Linked DNA regions of Mus musculus: region 1 is linked to region 2. The links are chromatin contacts, called in public promoter capture Hi-C maps. All regions are on one chromosome and are shown on one strand. The core of a region is the stretch at or near the end of the contact, and the rest is flanking DNA. Distances in the headings are between cores, read along the strand shown.

Region 1 (6,675 bases), core at 4,115-6,614, 350 kb after region 2:
CAGGATTCACCCCTTTTTCAAGACTATCAACTGGTCCCTCCTGGAGAAGCGGAAGGTGGAGCCGCCCTTTAAGCCCAAAGTGGTATGTCACCCTGCCCTGCTCCAGGCCTGGCCTTCCCTTGCTCTGCCCCTTGCCCTGCAGCCTCCCCACACGCCCCTCTTTCCTTCCAGCAAGCCTGCTTCCTGACCCCTCCTGGCATGCTGTGTATGTACCACAGCCTCTACTCTTGCATCCTCGCAATCTCAGCCCTGCACTCATTCAGGAGACAGCTGGAACTGCAGATTTAGGATCTTGAGCTGGGGAATGTAGCTCGGAGGCAGAGCACTTAGCCTAGCATCTACAGGGCCCTAGGTTTGAATCTCAGCACCACCAAATAAAAACAGCAGAAACAGAAACGGGTGCAGGCATGATGGAGCACACCAGTAACCCATAGTACTTGGGAGGCAGAAGCCGAAAAGTAGCCACAAGTTCAAAGCCAGCCTAGTGAGTCCTCAGCTACGTAGTGGGGACCCTGTTTCAAAGCAACAACCACAAGTGGCATGTGCCTGTAATCCCAGGAGTGGTGGCAGCAAGGCACCTGATGCTGAGGTAAGAGGATATTGTAAGTCTAGGTCAGCCAGGGCTATATAGCAAGATTTTGTCTAAGACAGACAGACAGACAGACAGACAGGACCTCGCTGTATTTCTCGGACTGGCTCAGAACTCTTGGACTTTTTATCCCCCTACAGGCACACACCGCCATGCCTGCTAGCAGCCATTCCTCGTAATTAAGTTCTTCAGTACCTTGTGTTCCCAGAGCTGTATTTTGGCCACCAGAGTTAGGGCTTTACTTCCATCTGTCTTTTCATCAATCATAAATAGTGGACACGCTGAGTCCTTGTTGGGAACCGAGCACAGTGCTAGGCTTTGGCAGACTGAGAAAAAGTCCTAAACCCCGAGGAGCCCAGACCAGATGCCTAGACACTGGTGACACTCTGATAGAAGGCAGCAGTAGGGGAGATGTCACAGGGCACACATTACAGGTTGCTTCCCAGAGGGACTAGCAGTAGGAACCAGAAATGCAGGACCAGAGTGGTCTGTGAGGATGCTTTGGACGAACTGGTATATGGGAGTGGGGCTCAGCTGTCAGACAGGGAGAGGGCATCCCAGGTGGTGAGCTGATCTGTATCACTGGGACTGGCTGAGATAAGTAGATCACGGCACCGGGAAGCTGGAACCTGCTGGGTGTGTACATCAGTGTGCTGTAGTCCTAATGCTCAGAGGGATACAGGAGCTTCCTGACTTCAAACCCACTTCCCAGCACGATCCTGTCTTTAAAAAAAAAAAAAAGAAGAAGAAGTTAGGGCACAGTGTCCCTTTTGTGGTCATAGCTCCTTCTCTGGCTACCTTTTCTCTCACTTGTCTTCTGCCAGGACATACTGTTCTCACTGGGCAGTCTGGCCTGCCCCACATTTGTGCTTGAGATAGCAGAACACTTCCCCCCCGTGGAAGTCATAATCAAAGGCTCCCTGACCAGGGTGACAGGCTGGCTCAGCTATAAGGGCAGTATATGGCTCTTGCTCCCCAGTTATTCCTCCACTCAGTGGACATGTGAGCAGCCTCTGCCTCTGGGGGCTGAGCAGGACAGTGGGCTTTCAGGCCTAAGAGTGGGGCCTCACAGGAAGTGGGCCCAGGGGCTCTGGTGTACCTATAGCTCATGGCAGAGTACTCCCCCAGCCGGTCAGCGTCCTCCCCAAGTAAAGGTCAAAATGAAAGACCAAAACCAGGCATGGTAGGTAGGACATAGCTATAATCCCAGCCCTTGGGAGGTAGAGGCAGGAAGAGCAGGGGTTCAGGGCCAGCCTCAGTTGCATGAGACTGTCTTGAAAGAGCAAAAACAAGAACAAAAACCAGATTCTGATCTTTTACCTGTCAAGACTCTCCAGAGTGAGAGCTGATATGGCTGAGCCTGTTTTGCTGCAGATGCAGTAGTCGCCGTTGTCTCTGGGACTGTGGTGTGAGAAGAGAGAAGGGTGCTCACCTGTTACTATCTTATCCAGTCCTCGGGGGCAGGCAGTGAATTAGGAACTTTCCTTATAAACATCCTAAGAATAAACACTTACAGTTTTGCAGCCCTGTGCTCAGTGCAGCCGCCTTCCTTGTTCTGCAGATGGGTGTGGCTGTGTAGTCATAAAACTTGATTTGTGGGCACAGGTGTTTGCATTTGACTTCATTTTCATATGCCATTGGATAGTCTTTTTTTTTTTTTTTTTCCTCCCAACCATTTAAAATCATAGAGGCTAGAGCTGTAAGTGGTGGTGTGTAGCGGTTCTAGTGTTTGGGAGGCTGAGGCAGGAGGATCATGATTTTGTAGACAGCATGGGCTACATAATGAGACTTTTGTTTCAAAAATACCAAAACTAAAACCAACTATCTAAAAATAGTGAAAGCTATTCTTAACTTATAGACCTCCATTAAGAGCAGAGCAGGAGATCTGAGGCCCATAGGCCGTTGTTGACTGGCCCTGCTCTGCAGGATGTCCCAGGATATCCCCTGTCCTTACTTCCCCAGTGCTCCCTGCCTGCCTTCCTCACCTCTGGGGAATAGCATTCCCCTGTGATGGCACTGTCCTTGGGTTACCAGTGACATCCTCTTTCCCAACTGAGCTGACTGCCCTGGCTTGCCCCAACAAGGGCCCCAGAAGCCTGGGCGCCTTGCCATGTCTTTGAAGGCAGACCTTGGAGACACCCTTTCAGTCAAGTCACTCTTACCTGCCACTGCCTTTTGCCCACAGAAATCCCCTTCAGACTACAGCAACTTTGACCCAGAGTTCCTGAATGAGAAACCTCAGCTTTCCTTCAGTGACAAGAACCTCATCGACTCTATGGACCAGGAAGCCTTCCATGGCTTCTCCTTTGTGAATCCCAAGTTTGAGCAATTCCTGGACATTTAATTAAGCTCCCAGACCTGCTTTAAACGCCCTGGCAGAGTAGGCCCGTCTGCCCTGGTTTGCACCGCATTGCCCGTGGAGAACAGTGGGTGACTGGCTGATTTCTGCTGCCACCCCCTCCTCCTTGGAGAGTCCGGCTCCTGCTGGCTGGGCTCACAGTACTTCCTCTGTGAACTGTTTGTGAATTTGCCTTCCCTTTGCCATCAGAGGGAAACTGTAAATCCTGTGTTTCATTACTTGAATGTAGTTATTGAAATATATATTATATATATGCACATATATATAATAGGCTGTATATATTGCTCAGTATAGAAAGCATGTAGGAGACTGGTGATGTGTTGACCTTTTTAAAAAAAAACATATGTATATGTGTGTATATATATATACACACATATACATATATATGTGTATGTATGTACGTATGTATATATATATGACCAAAAGAAAAGAAGAGCACAAGCTGTCTGAACCACAGGTTCTTTTATGTGTGTCTAAATAAACACTGAATGGTACCAACCTGGCTGTGGGGACATTTATGTCCCAGGAAGTTGGTAGCAGGTGCTCCTGCCACCGTTGGCTGCAGTGGCAGACCCCTGGGTCTTCATGCAAATGTGTTTGTGTTTAGGGGTTTCCTTTTGCCCCAGGGCCCTGGCACTGCAGGAACCACAGATGTCTCTGTGGGGTTATGGTAGGAGGTGAGATGGGCTGTAATCTGTGACTGGGTAGAGAGGGCCAGCCCAGAAGTTCGGAGAGGCAGAAGGCCAGACCGGAAAGGAGGATCAGAGGCACAAAGCTGGAAGTGTGTCTCAATACTCAAGTTTGCTTAAGTGCTTCATGTTTTGAGACAGGGTCTCTCTGTGTAGTCTTGGCTGATCTCCAGCTTGCTCTGTAGTTCAGGCTGGCCCCACAGAGGTCCTTCTGCCTCTGCCTCCTGAGTGTCACCACACTTGCCCAAAACTACACATCTTTTTTACTGTTTATCTTCATTCTTGGGACAGGGGTCGGCATCTACGTTCTAAAATGATCCCACAGGAGTCCCTGCCTGGCTGGAGAAGAGAGGGGCAGGGTGGGAGAGAAAATGCTTAGTGCCTGGATGGGATGTTTCAGTATGCTGACCAAACCGACTGCACAGTCAAGGAGTCTGGCTCTAAGACACAGCAGTACCTGGCAGCTGCCTGCGAGCCAGCGTGGCCATGTTGTGCAGGAGCTCCCTGACTGGGCTCTCTTCACCGCTTCCATGCCTCCCATTCTGTAAGCTTCTAGTTTGTCCCTTCCCCCACTGGACTGCTCCTGCCTGCAGCCTGGGGCACCGTTCTCAAACAGGGCCCTCCCTTGGGCCCCTCTGGTCCAGCCCCTGGGACCCAGCTGGCTCTTTGTCCTGGAGGTGGATGAGGCAGTCCTAGCTCCTGATTGGCTGGTCCAGTAGCCGTGCTACTGACTGCCAGCAGTTCATTCTTTTGGGCTGAGGTACAAATTTCCACAGCTTGAGAAGGCAAGATGGACTGAAACTGCCCAAGGAAGAGGGTTGTGGGGATGGGAGTATAGTTCTGTCCTCTCAGGAAGACACGCTGCCTCTCATTGTACCTGTGATGGGCCAGCCTGGACACTGGAAGCAGTGACATTGGTCCTCACAATATGACATGGTGACACTGGAATAAGGAAGGGAGGTGCCTAGGGTCCCCCGTGTCCTGCTTCTGCTATAGCATGCAAAGATCTCCAGCACTTCCATGAACCAGGGCAATAGTGAGAGCACAGAAGTTGTGCTGGTGCTCACATTTGGGGGCTCCCACCATCTTGCCACTCTAAGCAGGGCCTGCCCGGCACACAGCTTTACATTCGATGATGGGTCTCCTCCCCCTGCGGAAGGGAGGGAGAGTTAGGTTGTTTCTCAGCTTCAGGCAGTGAGGAGTGCTGAGAACACAGAATCTAGAAAAGTAGCCAAAGGTTTGAGTTTCACTATGCTGCCACACACTGGCTGAGTTCCTTGTCAGCCTGTCTCTTCGCTGGTAGAGGGAAGCACTAATCGGTGCTGCCTTGTGAATGGCTGGTTTGGGAAGGCTTCACACACGGCTTCACAGTGGCTGGTGCCTGTGGGGCCTGCCTCAGGAAGCCCTCACTTGCTGTGGGAAGCAGCTCTCAGGGACACTGCCTCTGCCTGGATGCCTGGAAGGCCACATGTCTTGTCTGTAGACCTGTTCCCAGCTCTTGAGTAGGTGCCAGGCCTGGCTCATTGGCCAGGAAATGCCTCTCATGCTAGGCTCAAAGCCACTTTCCCTAGCATCTAAGGGTCTGGAAGCAGGCAGAAAGCCCTTGCCAAGTGGATATACAAGCAGCAGGAAGCCCAGCCGTCGTAAAGGACAGAGCAAGCAGCCCGCTCAGTACAGGACGGGGCACTGCAGATGCTCAGGAGCCTGGGAGCAGAAGCCCAGCCTCTGCAGTCAGAATGCCCTGGTTTAAATGCTGTGTGTCCTAGTGACCTCAGCAAGTGACTCAGTCTCCCAGGACCTCAGTTTCACTTCCTCATTGAAGGATGGGGCTGACCATGGTATTGCCGTTGGCTATGATGACACAATTCTGTTTATATGTATTGCATACACAGCAGCCACTGTGACCCTGCCCCTCAGGGGAGAAGACACCTTCTACCCCACACTGGATGACTGCAGGTAGACAACTAATAGGTATCTACCTAGTCATTCAATGCTCCCCCTTCAGACAGGTACTCAAGACCCTCATGCCCAGACTTGCCGGAATGCCTGCTTCTGCCCATGGTAACTGAAGGAGACAGGAAGTGAGCAAAAGCCTGGGCATTTGAGGAGCTGCTCAAGGATTCTCCCAACAGGTGCAGGGCCGAGAGTTCTGCAAAGAGAGCAGAAGGGAACCAGTGGCTCGGTGGGATTCCACTTTCTTCCTTCCACGTGCCTGCTTTACACTGTGTTTTTATTCTTAAATGTGTGTGTGTGTGTGTGTGTGCGCGCGCACGTGCACATGCACATGTAAGAACAGGTGGCCCTCAGACCAGAAGAATCAGATCCCTGGAATCACAGGGAATTGTTAGCTGTAAATGTATTTCTGGGAGTTTTCTTCTATGTGACTCCTTGTTCCCATGTAAATGTCACAGAGACCTTATATTTATTAATAATCTGCAAGCACTAAGCTGGGCAGGTTCTGAGCTATCCTAGCCCAGCTGTGCTGGCCCAGATTACTTCCCAAACAGGCCAATTACTTGCCATCTGAGTCTTGCCCTCCTGGCTCGCTCTGGTCCATGTGTGTCCTCATGGCTGCTCTCTCATGGGGACCTCATAGTGAATCCTCCTGGTCCTCCTCTTTCTCCCTCTCTGTCTCTCTCCATCTCTCTGTCTGTCTCTCTCTCTCTTCCTGCTTGGGACTTGCTCACTGGGATTGGAAATCCTGTCCTATTCTCTTCTCCTGTCCAGCTACTGTCCAGCTGATGGACACTTTGTTAGAAAACAGTCTTTACACATCATTGAGACAGGAGATGCTCCAATAATCGTGACAGTGCCAACGTCTGAACTACAACCAGGTCCCTGGGCACAGAAGTCAGCATCTGAAATACAGTACACAAAACCATCCCCTAATAAGAGCCACTTTGGATGATGGTAGCCAAATTCAGGTCCTCAGAAAGAGCAGTCCATACTCTTAACCATTGAGCAACTTCTCAAAGCCCAAATGTGCTCGCTTCTGAGGGCACTGGCAGCTGGGGGTACAGGGCAGAGCTACAGAAAAG
Region 2 (6,358 bases), core at 2,504-5,003:
ATCTATTTTACTTCTCCCTAAAAAGACAACTTTTTGTTGTTGCTAGTTTTTGAGACAGGGTTTCTCTGGGTAGCCCTGACTGTCCTGGAACTCACTTTGTTGACCAGGCTGGCCACAAACTCAAAAGTCCGCCTGCCTCTGCCTCCTGAGTGCTGGGATTAAAGTCGTGTGCCTCCACTGCCTGGTTCCTAAAAGGACATCTTTGTCCTTTGGGAAATCTTCCCCATTATCCCTTTCTAGAATGTTCCAGATTCTCCTACTGTCCTGTCCACACTGGTTTTCCTTTTGAGTACTTCTGCTTTCTACTGGTTTGATGTCTCCCAGGGTTTGGTGCTGTTTGTATCTGTGCTTTAAAATGGACAGACAGAAGGACGAACAGACGGATGGGCAGGCAACAGACAGGCAGGCAGACATCCATATGCTATGTGGATGGTGAACAGCTGTTTACAGAAGTCTCACACAGCCAGCCCCATAGGGACCATGGATGAGGTGAAGAAGAAGAGCGGGGAACGAGGATGGAACAGTGTGGAGCATGGTGAATTTTTTTTTAACATCCTTTTCACATCTTTGTTTTTTCTTTGTTTTTGTTTGTTTGTTTGTTTTTTAGCACTACTCTGGATTAGACCCAGGGCTTCTCAGCTGCCCAGCAAGCAGTCTGCCACTGAGCTGCACTCCCAGCTGTATGAGTGACTTTTGCTGCCATCACTAAATATCTGCCGAGAATCCACTTAAGGGCCTTTGGCTCACAGCCTGAGGGTTCAGTCCATCATGGTGCAGAGCGCACAGCATCAGGAATGGGAGGCAGCCATCTTCCCAGGCCCTCAAGCTTAATCCTTAGCAACCTCATCTGCTTCCTGTCTATCTCCTCTTCCCATAGCCACGATTGGGCCAATCGCACTCTTCATCCTAAACATGGGGTTTGGAACAGTAGCTGACTCCTGGGGGAAGTTGAGAACAGCAATGGAATGGGGCATACAAGATGCTCACACTGGTCATTTTCCCCTCTCCTTGTCCTTTTCTGTCACCTGCCACCCCTGGAGCCAAATCAGCATGCTCCTCGTTTCCTTCTGTGAACCGGATTTGGCATGACTCATCTCTCTCAACAGCCAAGAATCTGCTTGTGTTCCTTGCTGTCCCAAGCTTCCATGGACCCTTGATCCTCAACTGATCCTCTTGCCTCAGTAGCTGGGACTGCAAATGTATACCACAGTAACTAGCTCTCAGCATTCCAGTCTTGGGCACCTCGGTGTTTTCCATCCCACAAGCTAAGGGTCTACAGATACTCCGTCTTAGTTTTTTTGAACTGTCAACTTGACAAAGCTTAGAACCACCTGAGTCTCAGTTGAGGGATTGCCCAGAGCAGATTGACATGTGGTAGTGTCTGCAGGGGGTTGTCTTGATCGTTAATTGATGTAGGAGGGCCCAGCCCACTGTGAGCAGCACCATACCTTATGCAGGTAATCTTCAGCTAGCTAAGCATGGGTCCATGAGTGAGCCACCAGGTAGCATTCTTCCATGGTTTCTGTTTCACGTTCCTGCTTGGAGTTTCTTCCCTGGCTTTCCTCGATGACGCCTTGTAACCTACCAGCTGAAAACAAGCCCTCCTATCCTCTAGTGTTTGTAACAGCAACAAACTGAAACTAGAACCCACTGGTTCCATCCAGTTGATCCTGATCACTTGCCAAAGTTCCTTCTCTCCCAATGTTCACTTTCCCAAGTGTCACACTTCCCCAGACACCTTCTGATTCCCACGGAGATGAGTTCCCAGGGTCTACAGATCTTTAGGCATCCCCAGCCTCCAGACAGTCCCTAGGATTCACTGTTCCACTGGTTTGTCTCCCTTCCCGATCATATCAGGGCAACTAAGTTCCATCATCCTTGCACCCCAGCTCCTACCATTGTGCCCAGCCCACCAGGCTCTTTTTGTGCTGCTAAAGAACAAAACAGACCCTCAAATGTACAGAAGCATGCTGACCTGTCTAATCTTCCACAAAGGCAGAAAACAGGTCAGAAGGTCACCCTGCCCCAAGGCCAAAACCCTTTTCCCAGAAGCTGCCTCTGGGAGACAAAGTCCAGGATAAGCAAACAGCTCTTCTGCAAGGTCCCCTTCATCTCACCAGGGTCACATCCCAACCCAGGTCATAGAGTGACCTAACCAAATGACTGCAGCTGTCCAGTGGATTGTCGGGGACAGGGTTTGCACATAAAAGCTGAGCCACTTGTTGGGCAAGCCAGGCCTCTGAGGACTCTCCCCTCTGGGGTCTCCACTCTGTTTTCCCGGCTTTGTGTCTCAGGGCATATGCCTACCTCTCTACATGATGGGCGCTGGAGCCTGAGACCTCAGTTCAAGTGTGGCTGTCCCAGAGACACATGACTAGACCTTAGACAGTAAAGAACAACTGCTCGAGGCTTCCAGAGGCCTTGATTCTAAGAAGGTGCTGCCATTGGTGTCTTCCATGGTGACAGCATGCTGGCCTGGTGGGAGCAGGACAAAGCTGACTTCTGTTTTTCTTTCCAAATCCAGCAAGAAGGTCAGCGAGATGATGCAATACGCCCGGAGCATGGGTCACCGCTGTGCTTCCCCCAAGCCTCCCGAATCATCAGAACCAAATGTGTCACTGGGTGTCATAACACCCAGTCACATCTGTGGCCAAAGCATGACTGGAAAGTTTGTTGAAGAATTCTGGACGAAAAGCTTCATTAAGCTTAGAAATTCTATTGTATCGCCTCTGTCCTCTTGCCAAAAGTTAACTGTATATGAGACTGGTGCTGCCTGGTACTTGAGACAGGAAAGGAAGCATTTGAGGGCTCCACAAGCCTTCTTGACGGAGTGCAGATAAATACACAAGGGCAATCTGGAGTCTGGCAGGGACTTTCCACAGCCCTGAGCTGCCTGTTTACAAGAAGAAAGTAGTAACTGCCATGGTTTTAAAAGTTATTTTTCCTACATGTGGGCCTATGCAGTACCCACAGAAACCAGAAGGGGGTGGCGGTTCCCAACACAGGGGCTGACAATTAAACTTGAGTCCCCTGGAAAGGCAGCAAGACCTCTCCGCTGTTGATCCAGCTCAGCACCCTTCCTCACCCATGTTTAAAGACAAGATCTCATATAGCCCAACTGGTTTCCCAATGTAGCTGAGGCTTGTCTTGAACTCATCCTCCTGACCCCACCTCCCTAGTGTTAGGATTGTAGGTGTGTGCCACCAAGCCTAGCTGCCATGAACACTTTTTGTTGCTTTCTCTCTCTGTGTGTCTGTCTCTCCAACCATCTCTCTCTGTATGTGTGTCTGCCTGTCTTTCTGTCTCTGTCTCTCTGTCTCTCTGTCTCTCCATCTCTCCGTCTCTCTCTCTCTCTGTCTCTCGGTCTCTGTGTGTGTGTGTGTGTGTTTGTAAGTACATTCATGCCACAACCCATAGGTGGAGGTCAGAGGATAACTTGAGGGAGTTAGTTCCAAACTCAGGTAGTCAGGCTTTATGGTAAATTTCTTTACCTGCTGAGCCATCACCCAGGATCTGCAAACTTTTTCTTCAACTTCACTTAACATGTTGAGATATATATATACATATTCCCCTAGGAATTAAATCCAGAGCTTAGTGCATGGCACCTACCAACAACGGTAGACAAACCATCTACCAGTGAGCTACGTCCCAGCTCATTGATTCCCTAAACCCTGCTATTTGCCTCCGCTGTGTCTAATGTTTAAACTGTGTTTGTCCAGCACAGTATTAACTAACAGTCTGAGGGAAGTGACGGGGAATTGAGAGCCTGGAGATCATGGAGGGTGCCACAGGGCTCCGGGTGCTGCTGTGCTTGCTGCCGCTCCTCACTCTGCAGGCCAGGCCTGCTTTGGGCTTGGCAACAGGCAGACCCAGGGGCAGTGAGGTATGTGAGTAAGCCCTTAGCATAGATAGGCAGTTGTCCCTGCACTGGGCCCCGGGGCTGCAGCTCCTGCATCAGGGACATGAGCCTCCCTCACCCACTGATCATTTCTTCTTGAAGAGGAAGCCTCCCAGCGGCAGGAGGGAGGTGGAGGAGGAGAGCACACAGACCCCATTCCCACCCTTAATAAATGGATCAGGGTCCCTGAGCGTCCCCACTCACACTTAGTGGTGGTTTTGTTTTGCAGAAGCGACACGCTGTGGACACTGTAAGTTATTTGGCCAAGGGGTCCAAGATGGGGCCCTTACTACAGGTTTGCTTTTTCCCATCCCTGTATGCCTCTGTCAGTGCAACAGGCAGGGGGCTCCCATCACTTGAAATGTGACCTCATGTCTCCAGCAAAGAAAGAGGGTCTTCTTGGGAGGTCTGGTGTATTCTTTGGGAATCTGGGCACTTTGCTCTAGAGTGGGTAGAGTCCATTATTATTATTATTATTATTATTATTATTATTAATTATTATTAGTATTATCTTCAGTCAGTCAATGGTGTGTCCATCAAGAGCTTGAAAGTCAATTGCAAAGTCACCTCTCGCTTTGCCCACTACGTCATCACCAGCCAAGTGGTCAACAATGCTGATAAAGCCAGGGAAGTGGCTTTTGATGTGGAAATCCCCAAGACAGCCTTCATCAGTGACTTTGCCATGTGCGTGCGTGCCCTGTCTAACTCTTACACTCTACTCCACTTGTGTCCACTCACCTGTTCAGCCTGAGTTCAGAGTAGTGAGATCTCACTTGGGTCATGGCCAGCCCCAGCTTAGAGGGGTAGGAGGAAAGAGGTCCATTAGAGGTCTCACCTCCCACCTTACACAGAAAATCAGAGCCTCTGACTGCTTGTTTTCAAAGCTTTTGACTTGGGGAGCAAATCCAGTGAGTGATGTGGCCTCTGTGACTATGGTTATCTACTGACTTCCTATGGGTCCTCTCAGCAGTGGACAGTAGAGGCAGCAGACAGCAGAGACTCCCTTTTCAAGGAGTTGTGTGGACAGGGTCCTAGGCTCAGAATACTCAGTACAAAGGACAACCCAGGCAGTGAAGTCAGGCCACCACTACTGGGGGCTTTTCCCTTTCATGCAGAACATCAGATGGGAAGGCGTTCATTGGGGACATAAAGGACAAAGTGACTGCATGGAAGCAGTACCGGAAGGCAGCCGTTTTAGGGGAGAGCGCTGGCCTTGTCAGGTAAGTTCCAGGCCTTAGTGGCCAAGCTTCCAGGGCTCTCCCTTCTGACCATCCAGGATGGAGCTGGGGACTGTGAGGAGGGAGCACCTCCAGGAGGATGGAAGCTTGAGTAAGCCTGTCTAAGCTGGCATCTGGGGCTAGGGTGGGGTACATCCTTGAGCTCTTGCCTTGGGGGGGGTGGTGTGATAATAAGAGGAACTGGTTCTGAGGGACAAGCTTTAGGTGTTGAAACTGTACATGTCACCCTTTGCCTATTGCTGCCTCTGGTGACATGTTCAGAGCCTCGGGCAGAAATATGGAGCAGTTCACCATCCATATCACTGTTGGAGCCCAGAGCAAGGCCACGTTCCGGCTCACCTATGAGGAGGTACTAAAGAGGAGACTGATGCAGTATGACATCACCATCAAAGTCAGACCCAAGCAGCTGGTACAGCATTTTGAGGTACTTTGCAAGTTCCCAGACAGGATTCCTCACGTTCTTTCTCCCACCCCCAATCCCACACCAACTGTGGCTTTCAGCAATGGTTCAGCCCTCTCCCTTAGCCCAGGCCCAAAAAATACAAGGAATGAGAGTGAGTCCTTAGGACGGGTTCCTGTGGGCTCTTCCGCAGCAGGAAGCCCCTTGAATCTCCCAGCTTTCTTGTCATCCATGATCCCCCAATTTCTGTACCTGCTAAATACATCCCTGCATTTCCCAAGACTGCCACCAGATTACAAAAAGTACTGACACTTATGTGTCAGTCAGCAGGAGGGGCCAAGTTGAAGGGTTCAGGCATGGGCATCTTTCAGTCAGTATTTCTGGACTGACTATGATGAGCCAGGCCCTGCTAAGGGCTGGGTGGATCCTGCACACAGTAGAAAGGCAGATCCACAGGGCTCTTGGCTGAAATTTGGTGCTAGCCCACATGGGCCTTAGCACAGAACTGGCTTCCATGCAGATCGATGTGGACATCTTTGAACCCCAGGGGATCAGCAAGCTGGACGCTCAGGCCTCCTTCCTCAGTGAGGAACTGGCTGCTCAAACCATCAAGAAGTCTTTCTCAGGGAAAAAGGTATGTGAAGAACAATGGGATGGGGATGGGACCTTAGAGACTTCTCAGCTCAACTCAGCCTTTCTAAAATATCCAGGCTGGGCACAGGACCAGGCAGTGTAATTAGGCTGTCCCGATGAGTTATTAGTCAGACTTTCCATCAACTGTGGCAAATCCCTGAGAGAAACAGTTTCAAGGAAGAGGGATTT

What was found. Promoter capture Hi-C pulls out the DNA fragments that hold promoters and counts their contacts.
Region 1: a promoter capture Hi-C map of neural stem cells shows a contact between it and region 2. The contact joins the enhancer-like site here to the promoter of Itih1 in region 2. A contact is called at or near these places in 7 of 39 promoter capture datasets (the 3T3-L1 cell line, embryonic stem cells, hippocampal neurons and 3 more), 1 of 15 datasets of contacts at CTCF or cohesin (pro-B cells), 10 of 484 Hi-C or Micro-C datasets (B cells, the Ba/F3 cell line, embryonic fibroblasts and 4 more) and 3 of 9 other capture datasets (adipose tissue, embryonic stem cells and pancreatic islet).

Annotation. Positions count from the first base shown.
Region 1 is chr14:30,592,125-30,598,799 of GRCm38.p6, reverse strand. Prkcd (protein kinase C, delta) reads left to right here. Exons shown (of 18, transcript NM_011103.3): 17 at 1-82; 18 at 2,775-3,446. The coding sequence ends at 2,933. Gm52147 (a long non-coding RNA gene) reads right to left here and starts at 2,170. Exons shown (of 3, transcript XR_003951217.1): 1 at 2,104-2,170; 2 at 1,910-1,990; 3 at 1,243-1,312. Within about 2 kb of position 5,364, at least 205 of the 459 cell types and tissues checked have an H3K27ac peak or open chromatin away from gene starts, as enhancers often do. A contact at or near this core is called in B cells, the Ba/F3 cell line, adipose tissue and 5 more, where this site is marked.
Region 2 is chr14:30,940,684-30,947,041 of GRCm38.p6, reverse strand. Itih1 (inter-alpha trypsin inhibitor, heavy chain 1) reads left to right here and starts at 3,753. Exons shown (of 22, transcript NM_008406.3): 1 at 3,753-3,883; 2 at 4,128-4,148; 3 at 4,416-4,582; 4 at 5,014-5,118; 5 at 5,398-5,560; 6 at 6,057-6,170. The coding sequence starts at 3,776.